Regions from separate parts of the Mus musculus genome. Here all the other regions are linked to region 1. A link is a contact called in public Hi-C and promoter capture Hi-C data. All regions are on one chromosome and are shown on one strand. Each heading gives the region's core, a stretch centred on a gene start, on an enhancer-like site or on the middle of the called end of the contact. The rest is flanking DNA. Distances are from core to core; before and after follow the strand shown. Region 1 holds the start of Atg14 (autophagy related 14). Region 2 has its middle 42 kb from the start of Gm35360. Region 3 holds the start of Wdhd1 (WD repeat and HMG-box DNA binding protein 1).

Region 1 (3,479 bases), core at 848-3,347:
GGCTCACAACATCTGTAATGGGATCTGATGCCCTTCTGTGTCTGAAGAGAGTGACAGTGTACTCACATACATTAAATAAATCCTTTTTAAAAGAATTTTTAAAAATAGTGATTACTATCACAAACAGGAGACAAAAGGAGTTAAAGTCAAACACAGTACTGGATAGCATGCTCGTCTGGGTTGGATATTCAAGAGTGGCAGTCTTCAAGCCCAGCGTGGTGGCGCACGCCTTTAATCCCAGCACTCAGAAGACAGAGGCAGGCAGATTTCTGAGTTCGAGGCCAGCCTGGTCTACAAAGTGAGTTCCAGGATAGCCAGGGCTATACAGAGAAACCCTGTCTCAAACACCCCCCCCCCAAAAAAAAGTGGCAGTCTTCAGCATCTAGATGGTATTGAAATTACAAGAGTAAAAATAGGAAAATGTGGGCTGGAGAGATGGCTCAGCAGTTAAGAGCACTGACTGCTATACCGAAGGTCCTGAGTTCAATTCCCAGCAACCACATGGTGGCTCACAACCATCCATAATGAGATCTGGCACCCTCTTCTGGTGTGTCTGAAGACAGCAACAGTGTACTCATATACATAAAATAAATAAATCTTAAAAATAGGAAAATGTAGAAGCTAAATATTTCATAAGACTCAACAATGAGACATTCCTATCTCCTACTTGTTTTTCTTAAAACAAAACTGGTTTAACTTTTAGAGCTATAACGTACTAAAATCATCATGTGGATCCATAAAACAGCAATGAACTTAAAAAGATGCTGTTACACCAGTATTTTCAGAAGAAAAAGAAATGAGCCCCATTCACAGGAATAATGGGGATTAAAACACCCCCAAAATTTACATGTTACATAGCCTTGCAGTTAAATGCACCCGTATATGGATCCAGGATGTCTGGGTTTTAACTGTTTGGGGCCTTGGAACAAGGCATTTACTACGTACAAGTCTCCTCAAGTAATCGGCTGGCAATAACTTGCATGGGTTGTTGTAAAAAAATAAATGCTTCAAATTTAGGACTAAAAAATTGTTTTATCTGGACATAATAGCACACACACTTTTCCCAGCGCTCAGGAAGCAGAGGCAGAAGGATCTCTCCGAGTTCCAGGCAAGTCTTATTTATATAGTGAGTTCCAGGCCACCCAGAGAGAGCTACATAGTGAGACACTGTCTCAAACAAACATACTAAAAAGTTACCTATTTCGTTATTGTTGAAACAAACGTTAGGAGTAAAAGATTCTTCAGCTAAGCATTCAGTTTTCTAATATCTTAATTCAAAAGAAAGACAAAATATTTCCTTAAACGCAGTTCTTTTAACTAAGGACTTGCAACTCAAAAACACAGTCCAGTATCCCCAGTGACAAAATCAACTTTGGGATTACAGAAGGAAGTAACCTAGTCCTGGTCCTCGTTCACAAAGAGCTGTATCCACCTGTGACACAGACAACCAAGGTTCAAGCCCTCCTAACCAATTTAGTTCTCTGCGGATTCCTTCTGTAAAATGTATTTATGTCTGAAGACGGGAAAAGGTAAAACTACGCTTCTGAATGGGAGAACTAAGACTCCTCTACACAGACTTCTCCAGAAGGACTGTATTTCCTTTCCCCAAGTACCCAAGAGGACCCTAGAGAAACTCTGGTGGGTGGTGGGGAACAGCAACCTACGTTCACCTAGCACCCACCCCCACCCTGCCACTGGCAACAAAGCGCCAGCGCAAAGCAGCTCCATTCTCTTTTCCACACTCGCAGGGCTCCTGGGCCCGGCCTAGGGTGTCCAGCCTCCAGCCTCTGGTGGCTGGGCCAGAGGAATCAGAGAAGCAGAAACAATAGGGCCGTGGCGGCCGCCGTACCTCTCCCGGTCGCGGCCGTCGAAATAGACGAAATCACCGCTCTGGACGCACTTGGCGCAAGTCAACCGCCGGCGAGTGGTGTTGCACAGAGGACACCGCTCAACAGCCACGTAAAGGCCCTCGGCGTCGTCCACCGAGTCCACCAGGTCCCGTGCTAGCGCCCGCGGCCCAAAACCAGGAGCCTCGGGCGTCCAAGATCCCTTCCCACTGGGAGACGCCATGATGATCTGAGCTCAGGGCCAGTCACGTGGGATTTTGTTTTTATCCAGGTGCATCCTGGGCTCGGAGGCGGGGCCTGAAGGCCGGGGCGGGAAAGGGGGCGGTCCAGAGGTTGGGGCTGGAGCTCAGAGGCGGAGAATCTAGGAACCAGGGATCTTCTTGTCCTACTTCCCACACTCCTTGGCGGCTGCGCAGTTCAACCCTTGGAGTGGCGCCAAACGAAGCCTCTACGTTATGCAAAATACAGTAATAAGTGCCCAAGCATTCTCAGTGAAGGTGCGGGAACAGAACAAGGGATTTCATTTCATTCATTAAGGTTACTTTTAGGTTTTGGGCTAAAACTGCAAGGAGCAAGGTTGGGAGAGAGTTGGATCTCAAACTAACTGAAGTTTGACTCACCTTCCTTCTTAAAAGCTGTGGAATTTGAAGAAAATCTTTTAACGCCTCTGCCCGACTTTGTCTTGGTTGGGGATATACTTGCTATACCTCCATAACCAGAGAGGGTTGAGCAAAAACCTCCCATAGCAGGCTAACACTCCCGACATCAGTAAAAACAAACAAACAAACAAACAAACAAACTGAAGATGTAAATCAAAGATAAATGTGGGGTTTTTTTCTTTTCTTTTCTTTTTTTTTTTTTTTTTTGAGACAGGATAGCCCTGGCTGTCCTGGAACTCACTCTGTAGACCAGGCTGACCTCGAACTCAGAAATCTGCCTGCCTCTGCCTCCCAAGTGCTGGGCGCACGCCCGGCGATAAATGTTTTTGAAATCAGCTTTTAATGGATAGTGCTTCTACGTAGCCTCCATTTCCCTCGAGTTCCAGTCCTCCTGTGGCAGCCTCGTGAGCTAACAGATTTCAAGCGTGTAATCACAGAAATCTAGCTGTAAGCACAGCCAGAAAACTGAGTTCTATTGGCTTCTGTCCTTCCCTCTCCTCTGGGTCATGTTCTAAGAGAATTTGAACTCGATAGTTAGGATTTCCTCCTAAGATTCTTCAGAAAGGATTTTCTCTTAGCGCGGGTCGCTTGCGTGTAGCAGCAGCCGCTCCGGTCACCGTCACGAGGGGCGGGCAGCGGCGGGGTCGACAGCTAGTGGGGTGCAGCGCTCGCCAGTGGTCGCGATGAGTTTACCCCTCAATCCCAAGACTTCTCTCAATGGACTGACAGGAAAGCCAGTGATGGTGAAACTTAAGTGGGGCATGGAGTACCTGGTCTCCATGGATGGCTACATGAACATGCAGCTTGCAAATACAGAAGAGTACATAGATGGGGAGCTGTCTGAACATCTAGGTGAAGTTCTAAAAAGGTGTAATAATGTCCTCTACATCAGAGGCATTGAAGAAGAAGAGGAAGATGGGGAAATGAGAGAGTAGCATCTTGGAGGATTTTATATATATTCTATACAATAAAG
Region 2 (3,571 bases), core at 1,054-3,553, 290 kb after region 1:
CAATTGAGGCTGCACCTTTACCAATGGCCTTCCATGGCCTCTCACAGTGCCGAGCCTCAGATGCTCTTCGTGACCCCTTCATGACTTCAAAACCAGTAACACCTGGGTGACCCTTGCACATTACCAAGTCCCGATGCAGCAGGAGTACAACCTTGGCTATCTCTGGAACACAGCCTCTTTGTGCTTCAGAAAACACTTCCCAGAAGATGTTACCTCAACGATGCTGGTCTCTTCTTAATCACCGCTAATTTCTTAGCTCCAGCTAACCAGCATCAATAGTCCCAGTAATGCAAAATTTTTGCTTTAGTAGTTTTGGTATCTTGTTAATCACAGCTGATTCTTCAGCCCCAGCTAACCAGAGCTACAGAATCTTCACAATCAAAACAGCAATGGCCCTGAAAAGAGTCTTTAATTTTCCCTCTGAAATTTCACAAGCCATACCTCCATCTTCTGCACTGTTCTCAACATTCTCTTCCAAGCTCCTACACAACATCTGACAGGGATCGAATGGGTCTTCAAGCCCAAAGTTCCAAAGTCCTTCCACAGTCCTCCCCCAAACATGCTCAGGTTGTCACAGGAAAACCCCACTCCTGGTACCAATTTGTCTTAGTCAGGGTTTCAATTCCTGCACAAACATCACGACCAAGAAGCAAGTTGGGGAGGAAAGGGTTTATTTAGCTTACACTTCCATACTGCTGTTCATCACCTAAGGAAGTCAGGACTGGAACTCAAGCAGGTCAGAAAACAGGAGCTGATGCAGAAGCCATGGAGGGATGTTCTTTACTGGTGTGCCTCCCCTGGCTTGCTCAGCCTGCTCTCTTATAGAACCAAGACTACCAGTCCAAAGATGGTCCCACCCACAAGGGGCCTTTCCCCCTTGATCACTAATTGAGAAAATGCCTTACAGTTGTATCTCATGGAGCCATTTCCTCAACTGAAGCTCCTTTCTCTGTGATAACTCCAGCTGTGTCAAGTTGATACAAAACTAGCCAGTACACTCTGCCTCTGGACCTTAGGAGACTGAAAACTGTAGGGAAATTCCACTCACCATGCTTATGCAGAGGCAAAAAGAGGAGAGCTTTGAGGGAAGATAGAGCCAAAAATCATTTAGACAAGAAAAGTGAATGAAAAATAAAATAAAGGAAGAGCATGACCACACCTAAGTATGGAGGAGGAGGTAGTTTATTGTATATATATAAAAGGGAGTGAGAGCATAGCCAGAGGCTACCCCTGGAGAATCCACAGAGAACAAGAGCTTGAGCCAAGCTCTGTGAGGGAAAGGGAGAGGGCAGAGGCAGGAGAGTGAAGGGTAGACAAAAGGCGGGGTAACCAAAATGGCTGGATTATATAGGGAAGGACAGCTTAATTCTTGGTTTGCAGGTGTGAAGGGCACCTTACTCAGTGGACTGGGTTTGCCAGCCATACCTTGTAACAGGTAGGGACTGAGGAATGCTGGGAGAACCTGGTGATCAGGGTCCACTTTGATATGTTAAATAGGCACCTCAGTTAGCCCAAATTTGAGACCTAACAAAAGGCGCACTGCAATGATCACATCATTTTTCAGAATTCAAAGCAACTGTAAAGAAAGGATAAACTGGTCGGGGGTCCAACAGGAATCAAAGGATGGAAGGATTCATCTCTGATTGTTGGCAAAAGGGTTAGAAAGGGTCCCAGCTGATATTCCCAATAGGAGCCCTGTGTCAACGTCAGGCAGGTGGCTTAATGTAGGCCTTCAAGGTAAGTGGTGTGTGTGTGTGTGTGTGTGTGTGTGTGTGTGTGTGTGTGTGTGTATGTGTGCTGTTGTTGTTTGAGACTGGGTCTCTCATACAACCCACACTTGTTTCAAATTCACTATTCAGCCAAGGAAGGCCTAGAACCCTGTATCTGCTCTATGTCCCAAGTGCTGGAATATAAATATGTGTTTGCTACCACTCTTGGAAGTATCCCCCTTTTTTTCTTTTTAAAGTGGAGGTAGAATCCTAGAGATCTTCAACAGCTTAATCACAGTCACAGAGCTCTGGTGGCCGCTGCTGGGGGACTGGGCCCATCACCCCACAGCACTGTTTGAAGTTTCTCTCAAAGCTGCTCACTTGGAAGTACGCAGGGAGCAGAAGACATTTATGTGCTGGCTTATTTCTGCTGTGGTCAAGGATTAGCCCATGGCATGCTTCTCCCACCCCCACCCCCTGCACTCCTGAGTTGTCCTTGTTCCAGCTGATGCTTCCTGGTCACCTGAGTCTCATGGCCGGATGGGAGAGAATGTGGTGTAAATGTGAGCCTGTCAGATTTACAATGCAACTGCGTTCCAACTGTGGGCTAGACGGAGAGGCAGGGTGGGGTAGAGTGCCAGTTGTAAACAAGAGGTGCTGCGCATGGTTAGATGAGAATGTTCATTTGACCGATTACAAACAGTCTATGAGGTTTCTTTTCTTTTTAAAGACCTTTCTGATCCATGATGCCTCCTCCATGGTACAGTCTTTCCATTGGGGCTTAGAGACTAGGTTGTTCTGCGTTGTCGGGATTCAGAAACTAGCACTCTCTAGTACTCGGAGAGAGCCGCCTGGGGGGGGGGTCCCCTCCCCCACCTACTTTGCTCTTTTTCTCCAGTAGCTCAGGAAGGGAGTGTCTCTAAAGTTCCCTTGTCTACCCAAAGACAAAACTTGCCAAAGAGGAACGTTAACTGTCCTTAATCTTCTTACTGAAATCCCAGTAGCCAGGGAGGCTTAAAGCTGGAGGGGAAGAGACTGAAAATTAAACACCCCGCAGAACCCAGAGGAACTTTGCCCTAAGTCCTGTGCTCGTTTCTTTCTCTACACCCACAGACTCCCCCTCCTCTTCCCTGAAGAAGATGTCTCAATCCCATCCCTTTACATCTAAAGTTTGAAGAGCTCCACGAACATATGGATATTAACATACTTTTCTCTGGTCAAAATACTGTCAATTTATCACAAATGTGACCCTTCGGAGGGAAGGTCTGAGCTATGCACTGGAGCAAAACCACCTCCCCCATTTGGGACCAAATTTGAAAGACGCTTTATTAAATATTAAATACTGACCAAGAGATGGACTTTGATCAGGACCACTCCCCGGAATTTCCCTGCTGAGTGGCTCTGAGACACGTGTTGTGTTTTGGGGGTGGGGGTAGGAGGTGTTAATAAAGACAAGCCTATAGGCCATCTTACTTTCCCATGAGGTATTGTTATTTCCCAAGAACCACAACTCCCAGCATTCCAGGAAGTTATCTGGTCTGCGGGGGTCAGGTGGGGCTTCAAGGTTAATTTAGGGCATTTCACTCCTTCACATGCCTACCCTTTCTAGACAAACACAGTGGCATAGTCTTTCTAATTTGAACTGTGTTTAACCCAGTGCAAAGCACAGCCCTTAGATGTTGACACAGTAGCTATCTGTTACAAAAACAGACATTAGTTGTAAAAAAATGCACTTGTCAAAACTTTTTTAATTAAAAGACTTAAGTACTTTAAATTTCAGGTCAAGTTTGGTTTTTGTAGGAGCTCAACAATATAGATAGAAGGGATTAAAGGAGTTGATGGGCCTTCGGAAGAAGGACTGT
Region 3 (3,543 bases), core at 311-2,810, 290 kb before region 1:
TCCTATCTGGACACATAAAAGTGCAAATTAAATAAAAACAGTAGAGGGCTAATGGCAAAAAAAAAAAAAAGATAAAAAAAGGAAGGAAAGAAAAGGAAGGGAAGGAGAGAGGGAAGGAAGGAATATGAATAAAATAAATGTTTAGAAGAAAAAAAAGATTAACTCCCAAATTGGAAAACCCAAAGGGGGTCATAGGAAAGTGTTCATCAGTGTAGTAGCCCTGCCTGTAATCTCCGTGCTTGCCAGGCAGAGGCAGCCTCAGCTACACGTTAAGTTGGAGACCAGCCTGTGCTTTAGGAGGCCCTCACTAGGACACCAGCTTCTAGGCAAGAATGGTCCACTTGAGTGGGCATGCGTGACATGGCTGCTATAGGGGTAACCAAGTGCTTTTTGGATTTAAGGTCTATTCCACAAAGGGGAACCCATTCTTGGTAGGTAAACCCTTTCAAAAGCCCATAGCAAGGGGAGGTCTCAGGCCCTAGGGGGTACACTACTGCATAGCTAAATTGCATAACCTCAAACTGCTGTCTAAATATTTATGTACATTTCAAATGCTACCCTCAGCCTTTATTAGGGAAGCCTCAGCCGGCCTGGAGCACGCCTTTAATCCCAGCACTTGGGAGGCAGAGGCAGGCGAATTTCTGAGTTCGAGGCCAGCCTGGTCTACAGAGTGAGTTCCAGGACAGCCAGAGCTATACAGAGAAACTCTGTCTCGAAAAACCAAAAAAAAAAAAAAGAAAGAAAGAAAGAATTAGAGAAGCCTCTATTTCCAGTAAATGGTGGTGATTGTAGAGCCTCATGACCGCACAAGGTGCTGACAAGAAGCGACTTCTCAGTATTGAGCCCTAAACTAGACATTTACATTATGTCCTCTAGTACACAGGGGACACTGTGAAAGAGGAAGCTGCAAAATTCCATCTCCTGGGCACGACAGTCATTGCAATTTACAGCAACTGCTGATGCTTAACTGTCTCATAAAATAAACATGACACCGAATGAGGACGTGAGTGGCGGGAAGGCACTCCTCTGGGTAAAGGATTTTAATTTTCGTGAGGTCCTAGAAGTGCCACGACAGTTCAAAGCAAACAAGCCTCAGGGCAGAGGCGCTCCTTGTTTATTCCTTCCTCTGTCCCTCCGCATCGGTCATCTTCGACCGGCTGTCCATACCGAGAATGACGGCTAACATTCACGCTGGACCCGTCCTTTGTTTCCAAAGACGCTTACCTTCCAGAATCATCAAAGCAGACTTCGGTGTGCCCTTCCGTATGTCCGTACCTCATGGGCTTCTGTGTGGCCGGCATCTTTCCCTACCTGAGCCGTTTTGTAAGAACTGGTATTTTTTTCAGTAGGGCGATCGTCCTCTCCGCGCCGTGCAGTCCTGTTTCCCTCACCCGAGGAGCCACAGCACGATGCAGCGGAAGGTATGTCACACACGCCCGGGAGATGACAAGCTTTCCCCTCTGCAAGCACGGGCAGCGGGGGCGAGGAGCAAGCGGTGTGCACCAGCGTCTGCTCTGATGGAAGCACGGAGCCGCTTCCCGCGCTCTGGCGCGCTCGCCCTGTGCGCATGCGCGGCCCGCCGCCGCCCAGCCCAGGTCCGGCCCGAGGTCGCCGGGTGGTGGCGTCAGAAGCGCGCCGCCTCGAAGCCGAGAGCTGGTGGCTGGGGCCGCTCTGAAAGAAAAGGTGGGAGCCGAACCCGGAAGTGGCGGCGGTCCCTGGAGAGCAGGCGGAGGCAGCGGCAAGTCTGACTCTGGGCTGACCGTGGAGCCGGGGCGGGGGCTGACAGCCAGGCCTCCGCCTGGCGGGAGCCGCACGAGGAGCGGGAGTGGCCGGGCCTCTCTTCCGCGCTTGAGCGAGCGCCGGGTGATGGCGGTGGTGATGGCGGCAGGCGCTCGGACAGCTCCGCTTGAGCTGAGCTCGGAGAGGTGAGAGGGGGAAGGGTGGCGGCGAGGGCTGGGGTTTGACGCCTGCCCTTTCAGGATCTCCTCCCGAGCCACCGTAGTCGCCTCCTTGAACCGATCGAGCTCCTCGGGACCGGGTTAGGGACAGACCTTGGCAAGCCTTTATTCTTCACGCCCTTCGTGCCCTCAACTTTGTCATTTCTGTGGTAATAAAGGATGGACTGATTCTTGTTTCTTGCGACTCTAGCTAAATAATGCTAAAGAGAGTTAACTTGGGTTTTCTATTTAGTTCCGACCAAAGTTTACCAAACTGCTTTTAGATCTAAAAGGAGAGGTCTAATTTGTATTGTTACAGGTTTCTGTTCATCGTGGCAGTCGATAACACATCCTCTACTAAGTCAGGTCTTGGCCCGTTAAGTTTATGCTTTTCTTGTTTCTTCACGTTCTCCATATTAATAAATTGGTCTGTTGAAAATTATGATTTTCGGTGATAATTGGGGCTTTGACGGCGTTTTTGTGGTACCCACTGTACAGTTTCAGTCAGACTTATTTTTATTACCGGAAAACTCTACAGAGGTAGATCTAGATAACTTATTAAAAAAATTGCAAGCTTAGTTATTACTCAAACCGTGGTATTCTTGCTATGGTGGCATTTTGTAAGGCATTTCTAAGAACCTGGGTTCCAAAAAGACACTCAGATTTGTATATGAATAAAAAGGAAGAGTAGTTGGCTCAAGTAGAATCTGAGATTCTTTTTTAAAAAACAAAACAAAACCCTATTGTTAATTTCCCACAAGAATAAAGGCACCTGAGACAATGACTTTTGAGTAACTTACTTTTATTTTGAAATTATTGTTTTTAGACAGGCCAATTTATAATTCTTTTGCCCAGTACCTGGACAATAAAAATGAGTAGGTACAGTGTGAGGTTCAAGTTGAGCTGATGATACTCATCTATATATTGAATATATTGTAATGGGATTTCAGAGTAATGCTTTTCAGAGCTCACCATTCAGAAACTTGCAAGTGGGAACAAGAGTTATTGATGTAAATACTTTAGACAGTGCCTGTGATACCATTTGATTTTAGAACTATGAATGATGTCAGCACACCTGCCCGCTCTCTCTGCCCTAACAACCAAGTCAGTATTGACAGGTTAAGATAATATTTCCTTTGCTGATTTCCCAGGTATGAATAAGCTTAAGCCTGATGATTAAACAGTTTCGTTTTTAATTTTAACTCTAACCTGTTGTATGACCTTGAGTGTGAGTGTGTGTCTTTATTTTCCTGATTGTCAGATTTCTCACCTCTAAAGTAGAGGTGATACTTAGTTCCACCAAATTATTGAAGTACATAGAAGATACTCGTGGAAGTCTAAAACTATTAAGGCCTCATGTTACTAGTTAGGCACTAAGGTATATAGTAGTTTTGCTTAAAGTGGGGTTAGCCTATAAAACCTTCAAATGCTAAATGCATCCAAAACTGTGACTGCTGCCTTCATCAAGTTTATGAGCATGTTCTGGGCAATAGATTTTAAGTAGTATGTACAGGCTAATAAAGTAATGGAATTTGTATAACTAAAGTACTGCATTTGCAAAATTGTCAGTTTATATATAATAACGTAACATTTGAAAAAATCAGTG

Evidence for each region. Hi-C and Micro-C count contacts between places; a contact is called where the count stands out from the background. Capture Hi-C pulls out chosen DNA fragments and counts their contacts.
Region 2: a Hi-C map of embryonic stem cells shows a contact between it and region 1, with 2.6 times the contacts expected there. The contact joins the enhancer-like site here to the promoter of Atg14 in region 1. A contact is called at or near these places in 1 of 39 promoter capture datasets (pre-B cells), 1 of 484 Hi-C or Micro-C datasets (embryonic stem cells) and 1 of 115 datasets of contacts at active chromatin or transcription factors (embryonic stem cells).
Region 3: a contact with region 1 is called in a promoter capture Hi-C map of adipose tissue. The contact joins the promoter of Wdhd1 here to the promoter of Atg14 in region 1. A contact is called at or near these places in 10 of 39 promoter capture datasets (the 3T3-L1 cell line, the C10 cell line, the HPC-7 cell line and 7 more), 2 of 484 Hi-C or Micro-C datasets (embryonic fibroblasts and embryonic stem cells), 10 of 115 datasets of contacts at active chromatin or transcription factors (the 230-238 cell line, the SCID.adh cell line, effector CD8 T cells and 3 more) and 2 of 9 other capture datasets (adipose tissue and liver).

Annotation. Positions count from the first base shown.
Region 1 is chr14:47,566,337-47,569,815 of GRCm38.p6, forward strand. Atg14 (autophagy related 14) reads right to left here and starts at 2,098. Exons shown (of 10, transcript NM_172599.4): 1 at 1,850-2,098. The coding sequence starts at 2,070. It also overlaps the pseudogene Gm6616.
Region 2 is chr14:47,854,253-47,857,823 of GRCm38.p6, forward strand. No RefSeq gene overlaps it. Among named protein-coding and RNA genes, the nearest start is that of Gm35360, 42 kb to the left of the region's middle. Within about 2 kb of position 2,304, at least 10 of the 459 cell types and tissues checked have an H3K27ac peak or open chromatin away from gene starts, as enhancers often do. A contact at or near this core is called in embryonic stem cells, where this site is marked.
Region 3 is chr14:47,275,297-47,278,839 of GRCm38.p6, forward strand. It overlaps Wdhd1 (WD repeat and HMG-box DNA binding protein 1), which reads right to left and starts at 1,561. Exons shown (of 25, transcript NM_001360532.1): 1 at 1,225-1,561. The coding sequence starts at 1,301. It overlaps Socs4 (suppressor of cytokine signaling 4), which reads left to right and starts at 1,624. Exons shown (of 2, transcript NM_080843.3): 1 at 1,624-1,925.